Regions from separate parts of the Lactuca sativa genome. Here region 2 is linked to region 1. A link is a contact called in public Hi-C data. All regions are on one chromosome and are shown on one strand. Each heading gives the region's core, a stretch centred on a gene start, on an enhancer-like site or on the middle of the called end of the contact. The rest is flanking DNA. Distances are from core to core; before and after follow the strand shown.

Region 1 (5,921 bases), core at 2,015-4,514:
GTTTAAAATCATAGTTAATTTCAACATATTATAATAATATAAATAGACTTACTCGAAAAGGGCCTCACGCAATGTCCTGTCCATATGAAATTCATATGCAAGATCAAGGTCTTTTAATGTGGTGCCCTCGTCTATATGATCTTTATTTGTAAATCTTCCTTGATATGAACCCTTCAGATCATACCTCCTGTGTATCCGTAATTCTGTTTTAAACATGTTTCCCATCACTATGAATCGCACCTATAAAATTAAATTCAAATTCGTTAATCACAAAATTACACATGAATCGGAAAAACAAAAATATACCTTCTTGCCACCTCTTAGTGTTATCTCATGGAGTCCAAAAAACTTGGTGATCAAAGTGTTGTCATACTTTTTAACATGATCATAATAGCTAGGAAGCATCTTCAACAGAACCTACACAAATAATATCATATTCAATTCTCTGCAACTTTAACGCAATAATTAAGATTATAGTTTTAATAATAAAATTATATAAAACCTTCAGCTCAGATCTTCTTAGAGTCTTGATTACAAATCTGTCATCATGAGAGAGATAAAATAAGCTGCCACTTTTCCCTGGAGAAGAAAGCTCTCTCAATCCATCATCCCCACAGATTGACATCATATACTCTGCAGCGTCTAACTTAAACATCTCTCTCAAATTCCTGAAGAGAAACAACCATCACAATCTACTACAAAATTACAAATCTACCCTTTACATTTTTTTATCTATTTTTGCATACAAACAGATACCTGAAGACCATGGGACAGTAGTCTTTCCAATGGAAGTCAACAGAATAATGTGGAGGTGTAAACTGTGAGCCTTTTCTTGGGAAATACATCCTTATTCTAGCACGTTCCCCAAAGTCTGAAGACCTCACTTCACGCATAGGAACTGGTGTAATCTTGCCAACTGTGTACCTGTGAACTTCAAATGATACAACACATGAGTTGTGTTGTGGTAATAATAATAATTAGTAAAATAAAAAAACACATTCTTGAAAGAAAAAAAAGGAAAAGTTGAGATGTTCAAGTATGATTTATTTACCTGATACCTAGTTGAAGATTAAGCATCAAACAGTAGCTTTTATGACCTTCAAAAATATCCACACATGATTTCTGTTTCGATTCGTTTGTGATACGTTTACTTTGCTTGCTTTTGGACGATAACGCCCCTGAATGATTCTTAACACGTTCTTTCATTAAAACACCTTGCATGTACTCTCTTTCCCATGCCACAGTACTATCATCATCTACTTCACTTCCACCTTCATCTGAGATATGAGAAAACATTTCTGTTCTCTCAGAAGCAGAAAACTCTCTAGTGGAATCCCCAAGGGCATAATCGTCATCTGGCGGGATTCTCCTGCTTGTTATACGACCTGACTCTCTAAAAAAACCACTAAAAGTAATTTTTTCAGAATAAGTTCGAGTAACATTACGTTCTGGATCCCTGAATCTTTGAGAATGAGCTGTCTTTCTAAAAGATGAGCATTTACTTCCTGCAGGATAAAATGTGCCTTGACCATCTTTAAGCCCTTTTGTCCATGTCCCAAAATAGTAACTACCATCTGAAAACCTATAAACACCTGACCCATGTCTATACCCATTTAACCAAGATCCATCAAAAAGGTCACCATTTACCCATTTCATTACCCCTCTACCAAACATTTTACCTGATTTCCAGTTCCCTATATACGTGTTTCCATTCCCCCAAGCGTACTTTCCACTTCCTTCATGAGCTCCATCTTTCCAACAACCATCATAAACATCGGAATTACTATACTCTTTTCTTCCAACACCATTTTGAATGTTCAATCTCCATGACCCTTTGTATACAGATCCATCAGGAGTTTTTAAAGTGCCAAAACCATGGAGATATCCACCAGAAAAATCACCCTCATAACTTGTTCCGGATGACCATGAGATTCGACCTCTACCACACATCTTTCCATCTTCCCAATAACCATCATAAACTGTGCCATCTGACCATGTGTAGCTACCCATGCCATGGGGGAGTTTACCCTTGACATTACCAAAGTAAACATCTCCATGTAACTTTATCTCCTGACTCATCCTGAAAACCATCAGGGGTACACACCAGTCATGGTTAAAACATGTCAAGCCTATATCATATGGTTAGAAGATTTCCAGGTTAATATCAGGTCGTGAGAGGGTTATAATAATGAAGATATATAGAAATATAAAAGTAAGATATGGTTTGATTCAGATCTACAGAGCTCAACTTACAACAGGGGAGATAGTGTTTGAATAGTAAAAGCAGACATTGTAAGAATCGACTGACCATAAGAAGCAGTGTTTGAACTTCGAATGAAACAAATAGATATTGTATTATATCGTGGAGTAATTAACTACTAGATACAAAAAGAATATATAATTGAAAAAATCTGAGTGATCTCTATCCATTCGTGTTTAAAATATTATTCTACATAGCTAGGGAAATCAAACCACTTTCCATTTATATGCATTGAACATTGTGATTGCTATTGAATATATCTAAGCAGTTGACTTTGACCGTAAGATGGCCTCCAATACTACCTGAAGACTTCAAGCCAGGTAGTTCAATTAACATCGGATTCCAAATAAAAAACTATACTCAGTTTACATTCATCCTCAAGAACCCAATCCAAATCAACAGAAATCTGTAGCAAATAATGATCTAAAAATCCAGGTGCGAAATTATAACATCCTAATTAATCTCCGATGACGTTACTCAAAATTATTCCGCTTAAACCGTCAATCATGTGTGCGTTTTACAGATTTTTGACTAACGAATCAACAAAACGTTTACGAACAAGAACAAATAAAATCCAATTGATGTAAAACTCAATGGAGATTCAAATTCACAAAGAAAAATGCACCGAAGAACTCACCTGCTGAACTGAATCGAATTGAATCAAATCCCAGATAGGTTTTGCATCAACCCTAAAAAAATCGGAAACAAACAGCAAGATCCAGTGGTGAAGCAAGAAAGGATCTTCGAATTGAAGTTTTAAAGTCGCGAATCAGAGACCATATAGAGAAGTTTTGGGTGTGGAGGAGGTGAAAAGCCGGAGTCCCATATCAGCGAATTTCAGGTAAGAAAGGGGGGAAGGGAATAGTGTGTGTTTTTTTTGGGGGAATCACATCATTTGAATACGTGGCAAGCATGCAAAAGGTAGTCAAAAGGTTGATGAACGTTGGATGAGAAATGATCGGGTGGAGAACGGAGATATGACGCTTCCTGCTGTTTTGTCGTTGGTCTGACTGAATGCCGACGCAAAGCATAAGATGAGTTGTTTTTAGATTCAGTAATTTAGTTTTTTATAACAAACAAATCGCATCTTTAATATAATATTTAAAAACAAATCAAATATAGTACGATTTTATTTTCTTTGTTTGTTTCCTAATCTCTATTAATACTATAATTTAAGTTTGATTAATTTTAAATTAGAAATTAAATAATTTAATTATTTAGAAAGTCAGGCAAACATCACCCATGAGAAGTCAATTATTGCTTCATAATAAAATTACCACCAATTTTTTAATCAGGTGGTATTATATATATTGAATAAAGACATGTTTGAAATATTGAAAAATTGAATAAAAAAATAGTTTATATGTAAAATCTTAAAAACAATGTTTTTAGGAAAAAGAAAGAATAAATTATTTTATTAACATTCTAGCCCATGCTTTTAGCTATTCGATTCCATGATGATCAAAAGGCTATGGGAAAAATTCTGGCCTATAAGTATATTTTTTATGATCGAAATTCGGTTCAATTAACTATCCACATACTTTAACTATCGACTATGACATAAAAAATCAAAATATTATTTTTAAATCATTCATTTGATGTATTTCAACTTAGGAATAACCGAATAATATAACTTTATTGAAGGTTAAAAGAGAAGGAATAACTACTTATTATATAAATAAATGCATAAAAAATTAATGTTATTTAAAAATGCTTAATAAAATTTAAACGTGTTCGGTGGATTTACATTTTTCAAAAGTACTTGTAGTCTACATATTATTGGAATTGTTATTGTACTTATAGTATTTACAATATAACAATTCTTTTTAGAAAGCACAAGCATATGAAAGCAATAGACAAGAAAAACTTTGGTGACAATGGTACATACGAGGTCTGTGTCCTAGGAAATAGGAATCATCATCCCATTGTTCATTAGAAAATATAGAATGTTACCTAACGATAGACTTGCATTCAAAATGAAAACTATCGGACTATCGGCTAAGTTCTCAATTGATTTTAGCATTTACATTTATCGTATTGTTTAGATTGGGATAATTTTTATATTATTTTGATATAATTTTCTTATTTTAGTAATAGAGCTATAAAATATTCCAAAATATACTTTATATATACATATTATCTTTTAGTATAGAGTTATAAACGAATTCCAAAATGTATTCTATAAATACATTTATGCTTAATGAGAATGCATTGGTAATTCTTCCATTTTTTATTTTGCTCGGATTAAGATAGGGACTTGTAAGTTCTTATTCAATCGTTTTTGTGGGTAAGTAATAGAAGCAAAAGAAAAAAAACTTAGGCGGGTTGGGTTTCTTTCCAACCTATGTTAGCTATTTCATGTGTTGTTTATTGTGTGTTTTTTTGAACTTTTTATTGGAATTTGTTCCCTCTGGCTCTTTGCTAAAGTTTTCTAATAAAGTTTGTTGTAGGAAAAAAATGCATTCTTTTGAGTTAGAATTATACATCTATCAATGCCATGTTTGTCTATGGTTGATGACTTCCTTTGAATACGAAAAATCAATGATTGTTGTGTCTCAGACTATTTTAAACAGATGCATCAATTACAAAACATGTTGTGTAACTATAATTCATTATTTCATTTGTATGTAACTTATAATTATCTTTCCTCAATAAGGATATAGAGAGATTTAGTTTTCCAAAATGAATTTTATTAACATAAATGATTCAATATATAATTACAAAGAATAAAATATAAAAGGAATACAAATTAATACACAATAATATCCTATGATAGAGGCTTGACTATATTGAATAAATATAGTCGATTACCCCCCCCCCTAAGCGAAATTGGTGGCAGACAAACTCCTAAGTGTTCCCAAAAGGATTCAAGTAACGGTCTTGGAAGCGGTTTTGTAAAAATGTCAGCCACTTGAAGCTTGGTAGGAACAAACTTTGTGTGAAGTTTTCCGGTAGATACAAGCTCTCGTATGGAGTAATAATCAATGTCAATGTGTTTAGCTCAGTGATGTGCAACAGGATTCTAACTGAGAAATATAGCATTCAAATTGTCACATAAAATGGTTGGACGGTCCGAAGGTAAGGCATTGAGATCTCGTAGAAGATGTGTGATCCGAATAAGCCCAGCAGCAGTGTTAGCCATGACCTGATATTCAGACTCACAGTTAGAATGAGACACTGTAGGTTGCTTCCTTACACTCCAGGAGACAAGATTACCACCAAAGAAGATGGAGTAACCATAAGTGGAGCGTTGTGTCTCTATGCAGCGGGCCCAATCAGCATCATAATAGCCTGCTAAGGTTGTCTTTGTAGGATATGAGAAGTGAAGACCATGATAAATAGTACCCTTGACATATCTGAGGATTCGTTTAACCATTTGGAAGTGTTGAACAATCATCGAGTGAAGAAATTAACTTCTCTAATTAACGGCATATGACAAGTCAGGTCTACTGATGGTAAGATATTGAAGTGTGTCAACCAAGGAGCAATAATTAGTAGGATTTGAATAAGGAAATCTTGAACTTAAGAAAGCATCGTTTGTGGCAAGAGGAGTCGATGCAGTTTTGGCATCCAATAGCGAAGCACGAACAAGAATATCATGTGCATACTTAGTTTGATTTAAAAATAAACCATCTGAAGTGTAGTTGACTTGAAGACCCAG
Region 2 (6,460 bases), core at 2,910-5,409, 390 kb before region 1:
ACCCCATACTACTACTACTAACACATATCATAACGTAACAGATTATCAGACATATCTGGGGTGTCTGAACTACCCTTCGGTCCTACTACTACTACTACTACCGAACTTGGAGACTGCTCCCCTCCTCCTACCTCTAACTCATATAACAGATCATGCTAGCATGTAAACATAACATCACATACTATCAGATGTATCTGGGGTGTCTGACTACCCTCCGATCCTAACAACCGAACTCTACTGATGAGTCATGGAACCCCATCCATGCTCCTACTGATAGTGAGATACGGGCCCAACCCACACTCACTCTTTCCCTCACTTGGGCCTCGCCCTTGTCTGCTGCTAATGAGATGTGGAACACCATCCACACTCTGCTATTGGTGAGATACGGGACCTCGCCCACACTCACCTCCGTACCAGGCACATACAAGTATCACACAGACAACAAGTATAAACTATCACATAAACCATTCCCTGGGCACCCGCCCGCTATCATTGGACCTCGTCCTGAATATCATACTAGCATACTGTGCCTAGGGCTAACCCCCGGGTCTTCTACTCATAACTACATGGTCCGACATTGTGGCCGTAGACCCATTCACACAAAAAAAAAGAAACTCACCTACACTGGCTGAACACGCTGATGATCCCGCTGGCTGCTGCCCGACAACTCTGTGAACTCCTGCTCCACTAGCTCCCCGAGCCATCAATATCAATGCAACACTTAGTCTAACTGACCCCCGAAAGACAACCAAGTTAACTCTGGTCAAGGTCAAAGTCCTGGTCAAAGTCAACCTCCCAGGTCAACCCTACTCGCTGAGTCATCCTACTGACTCACCGAGTTCATAAGTTCAGAGCTTTCCATTCGCGACTCGACTCGCCAAGTCAATCCATGACTCGCCGAGTCTACCGATTTCCGAGTCCTGACCTGTCCAACTCACCGATTCTCCATTCGACTCACTGATTCGAGTCTCAACTCGAAGGGTTTGGGGTTTCGCGACTTAACTCGCCGAGTCTAAGAACAGACTCGCCGAGTCCAAGACAACCTTCAACAGACTCGCCGATTTGTTCTTCAAACTCGCCGAGTTCCTGCCTAACTTCATCCGACTCGACGAGTTGTTCATCCCACTCGTCGAGTTCCTCCTAATCTTCATGCTACTCGCCGAGTCCACTCAAAGGACTCGCCGAGTTCATTCAGATCTACATACATGCAGAGGACTTTTGAGTCATGCATGGACTCCAAACCATAGATCCATACTTCCAGAGCTCAATCCCCACGTAAAGTTGCAAACTTTACGTATAACTAAAGAGATCTAGGCTCAAAACACACTAGGGTTTGGTTTAAGGACAAAAAGGGCTTCACCACTACTCATCTTCTGATGCTTTATGACATATTGGACCATCCCAACACTAGATCTGAAGTGGCAACAACACATCTAAGCCCCTAAACTCGAATTGGGTCTCAATCAACCATAAAACCCCCAAATCTCATAACAAAATTGATCTAGATGCAAAGGAGGGAAAATGGCAGCTTATTACCTCCAAGATGGACACAAACTGAAGTAGATCTCGGATCTACACCTCTCCTTTGAAGCAACCTTCTTGATCTTCAAGTTCCTTTCCAAAATTTCCTTCCTCCAAAGCTATTTCTCTCAAATGATGGAAGCTCACACGAAATCTAGGGTTTACAGGTTCTCTAGGATGATATGGAGGCTGAGGGAGGGACATAACACCCTTTATATAGGATACAACTCCCAGAATTAGGGTTTTACTCGTTCAGACCAGACTCGCCGAGTCGGTCACTTACTCCTCGACCCGGATCCCGCTCGGACTCGCCGAGTTCCTCCTTAGACTTGCCGAGTCATCCCTTAAACTTAGGGTTTCCTTTCCTTTCTTGGCCTTTCTGACTTTGGGTGTTACATTATTTTTATTTTTTATCCTAAAAAAATATTTTTTTGTAAATACATGTTGCAAATCAGTATATACAATGCTACTGACCTTATATATTTTTCTACCAACAAATGTAACGGTACCTATATTTTATCAATACAATTGTTAAATTCAATTAAAAAATAGATTGGACCTATCGCAACGCATGATTGACAAAAAACTATATATAAATTATAACTTACAACGCCCTCTCACAAAATCTTACAAAATCTATGTGGATAAATGTGTTGCTTAAAATGCACAATATACAACTTTTATAGTTATGACCCTATATTTTTATGGATTATTCAAAACCATCGAACTTACAAAAATAGTCTTTAAACTCTTCTCAATTTTATTTATAATGCGCATTATACTACTTTTTTTTTTACCGTTATGGCCCATATATTCTTATGGATTATTTAAAAACATCAAACTTACAAAAATAATCACTAAACTCTTTTCAACTTTCATAAATCACCCAACCCTAATTTCTTTTAAACATTTAATGTTTTTTGAAATTGTAATATACACAAAAAAAACACACATAAAAACTCGCGACAAAGCGCGGACTAAAATACTAGTGTGTATATATATATATATATATATATATATATATATATATATATATATATATATATATATATATATATATATATATATATATATATATATATATATATATATATAACCTTAGTTTTGTGTGGATGGATCAATGCCTACTCTTGCCTTATATTGGCTATGCCTCTATAATATTACTTAAATCTTATGTCTTTAGTTTATGTATTTATTAGTTTTTTTTTTGTTGATTTTAAGATTATAGTTGCATTTTAGATTTTAAACACATAAACATAATATTCTATTCCGAAACAATGGTAAGTTTGGATATGTTTTTTTATGAAGAATTCATTTATATGGATATATGGATTAGATTACTCAATTTCCCATATTTAAAACTAAATGACATCATGACTTCAAAAGTTTTTTTTTTTTATTAAAAACTTTGATATGTAAAATTCATAAAATGTTTTCCACGTGTATGTTTGATTATTATTTTGTTTGTAGAATACCAATCTATGTGAGTGTAGATGATTGTGTAAAAACGTTATTGACTTAATTGTGTGACTTTCATGCTTGTAGTTTTGTGTTACCTTAAAATGTGTGCCAATCATAAGAAGGAAAGTTTATTGTCAAAATTTTGTTTATTTTGTTCCCTTTTCTGAACTTCAAAAATTATATGATATTTTCATGCCCTTGAGACTGTTTTCATGCCTAAAAATGATGATTAATATTTAATACACTTTGTGAACAATGTGATTTTAGAAGACATTAGTTTATTTTTGTTTGAGATACCCGTCAGCATGTGTTTATGTGGTAAATCAAGCATTCAAATGTAACAATTATGAACAACATGCAAAATAAAACAAACAAACCTAAACAGTTGCCTACCATTAGATCTACCAATGGACCATTATAGCATAATATACTATGAAACAATTACATGAGGTGTTAATTTGGATGTTGTAGTTTTGAATATCCATGAAATGGTAGTAGTTGTTAAATTTTGAAATTGAATGTTCTTTACCTTAGTAGAATAAGGAACACAAGAGTTCAAGACCTATGTTGATGCTAAAGTGGATGCTAGGAATGGTGGTCACTTTTTTATTGGCCTTTCTGGTCGTTTTGAGTTATCTGTTGTTCATTTTAATTGTCCTTTTTTATAATGTAGGAATTGTGAACATGTGTTAACATGTTAGTATTATATGACGATATCAAATTATCAATCACATGTTAGTGATTTAACACATTCCTTTATAGTCCAAATATGGTTCGGGTAAACATGTTATGGATTTTAGTATTTCTAATAAAATGTGATTCCAAATGCACTTCCTAATAAGTATAAAACATGCTGCGCATTTTAATGTTTTAAGGCATTCCTTTACTATCCAAATGAGTATTATATTGTCATTTTGATTGCCCTTTACATGCCAATTTCTCATTCATGTTAGATAAACATTACAATGACCTTCGAAATCTTAAACTTCTTAAACTCAATTAACTTATTATTCCTAATTATAAATCCCTAAATTATTTGGCCCAAGTCACTGAAACTCTTAGGCCCATTAAAAGCAAACATATTGGGCCTAATGGGTCTATTCTTGAAGCCCGTTTCTAATAAAAAAAAATTAAAGGAGGATTGGGAATCCAATATCCATGTGAAGTTCTTTTCGTCAGGCTGGAGGATTGAGGTGGCCCACGTCTTCATCCCTCTACTTCGTCGTCTCCTAATCTTCTTCCCTGAGTTTTATCAAAAACCTCGCTTCGCTACCCCCTTCACTCATTCTAGATTTCTCGATCTACAAATACAATTATTAATTTGGTATTCTTTACATCACTTCGATCGTTATGTCTCAGGTAAAACTTGTTAATTCAACCTCCGATTATTTCATTATTTAGTTTTTGGAATACGATTGTGACCGCTTTATCGTAATTCTCCCAGTTTGATTCACTTTGATTTCTCCAAGTTTTTTGTTAATTATAGTAATCACGGTTGCTAGATTGATCATTTGATTCTTAAATCTTGATCTGTGGATACTGCTATACTGTTAGCTGAGTTTAATCTGAGCATAGTTTTGCTGATGATTTGGGTTTGGCTGTGTTTTTGCTAGGTGAATGAGAAAGATGCCGCGGTCAAGCCTACCACCGTAAAAGGTACGTGTTTTATTATGCTATGTTGATGTGGTTTTATGTGTTTAACAGTTACTTAATGGTGAAGATGATCCAGATTGACACTTGTCATTGTTTAGAGAGGTCTGATTGATGAGAATCGTAGGCTGTTCAATCGATTTATATTTTTTTACATTGATTAGGAGTTATCCTTGATACTTTGAGTGTAAAGAGGGGAAGGATGAAAGAGGCAAATTATCCTTTCTAATCATCACTTTACCAGAGTTCCAGGAATTTGACAAAAGATTTCAAAAAGTATCATATAGCATATTCCCCCTTCCCCAAACAAAAATCTTCATCACCACACCTTCTCAGCATACAATTGAGACATTAGTTTCCACTTATCAGCTTAAAGTTCCTTTACAATCAATTAGAACATTCTTTATCTATTGGATTTGATACAAAACTTAATTAATTTTGTACTGTGATCGAGGTTTCACTGGTTTATACACTTCTTAAAGTACATGTTTTTATAATATTTATTGTATATATGTTTCTTCTTGGACTACAATACCTTAAATCTTTCACACATCTGTTAAGGCTTTGAGTTTCATGCCTTCACAACATTTCTCGTTCTTGTTGGACTCATATTTTGTTTAATGGTGGGCTTTATGCTTCAGGTTGTTTATTGTTTGTTCTTGTACTTTTTTTCATCCGATACTTAATCTAGTTGAGATGCATGTTTTTTAGTTTAAAGGTATACTTTTTGTTTCATAATACACTTGGAACTATAGATGTACACATTCATCTTCTTTTTGTGTTTGTGTTTGGTGTTACCATTCATCTGCTTTTATAGCCCATTACTATTTCTATTCAAAGGTGCACCTTTGTCTGCTTTTTTGGCCTATTGATAGGTGATATGGTTGTGCTTAGATATACTATTTATCTATTTAGAGTTTCTTATATACCTGTTTCTCCCATGCAGAAGAGAAGAAGACATTGTCTGAATCAAGCACCTCAGATGCACAATCTGGAAGCATACCTACTATGCCCACCATGCCTGGAGCTGGATTCCCTGCAAATCCTTTTGACTTTTCATCTATGGCTGGTCTACTTAATGTATTGTCTTTCTTTCATGCTCATACATAATCACTATACATCATCCTGATTATCCACCAATTATAGGACCCTAGCATTAAGGAATTAGCTGAACAGATAGCAAAAGATCCATCATTCAACCAGATGGCAGAGCAACTTCAGCAGACTTTTCATGCTCCTGATGAAGGTGTCCCCCAATTTGACACCCAACAGTATTATTCCACCATGCAGCAGGTTATGCAAAACCCACAGTTCATGACCATGGCTGAGCGCCTTGGTAATGCCATGATGCAGGTAAAAACATATTTCATGATGATTAATTTTTATCATGTAATAAATATAAATAAATAGTAATATGATGGTATGATTTTGCAGGATCCATCAATGTCTCAGATGCTTGAGAGTCTATCTAATCCAGCTCAAAAGGATCAGCTTGAAGAACGGATGGCAAGAATCAAAGAAGATCCTTCCTTGAAACCCATTTTAGAAGAGATTGAATCCGGTGGCCCAACTGCAATGATGAGGTTTACATATCTGTTTGATCTTTTGCAATTTACATATACAATTACTTATACATTTTTTTTAATAAAAAAATTGTTGATTGCTGTGTAGGTATTGGAATGATCAAGATGTTCTAAAGAAACTGGGTGAAGCAATGGGTCTAGCAGTGACTGAAGATGCTACTACTGCTGGGAATCCAGTTGCAGGAGCAGATGAAGCTGAAGAAGATGCAAATGAGGATGAATCCATTGTTCATCAAACTGCTAGT

What was found. A called contact is a pair of places that touch in the nucleus more often than the background predicts.
Region 2: a contact with region 1 is called in a Hi-C map of seed, with 6 times the contacts expected there. The contact joins the promoter of LOC111878301 here to the promoter of LOC111877979 in region 1. A contact is called at or near these places in 3 of 4 Hi-C or Micro-C datasets (leaf and seed).

The regions. Positions count from the first base shown.
Region 1 is chr5:249,419,471-249,425,391 of Lsat_Salinas_v11, reverse strand. It overlaps LOC111877979 (phosphatidylinositol 4-phosphate 5-kinase 8), which reads right to left and starts at 3,264. Exons shown (of 8, transcript XM_042902808.2): 1 at 2,898-3,264; 2 at 1,052-2,129; 3 at 757-924; 4 at 503-668; 5 at 307-417; 6 at 53-240. The coding sequence starts at 2,091.
Region 2 is chr5:249,812,787-249,819,246 of Lsat_Salinas_v11, reverse strand. LOC111878301 (ankyrin repeat domain-containing protein 2B) reads left to right here and starts at 4,159. Exons shown (of 9, transcript XM_023874806.3): 1 at 4,159-4,341; 2 at 4,596-4,638; 3 at 5,579-5,712; 4 at 5,779-5,985; 5 at 6,067-6,215; 6 at 6,304-6,460. The coding sequence starts at 4,333.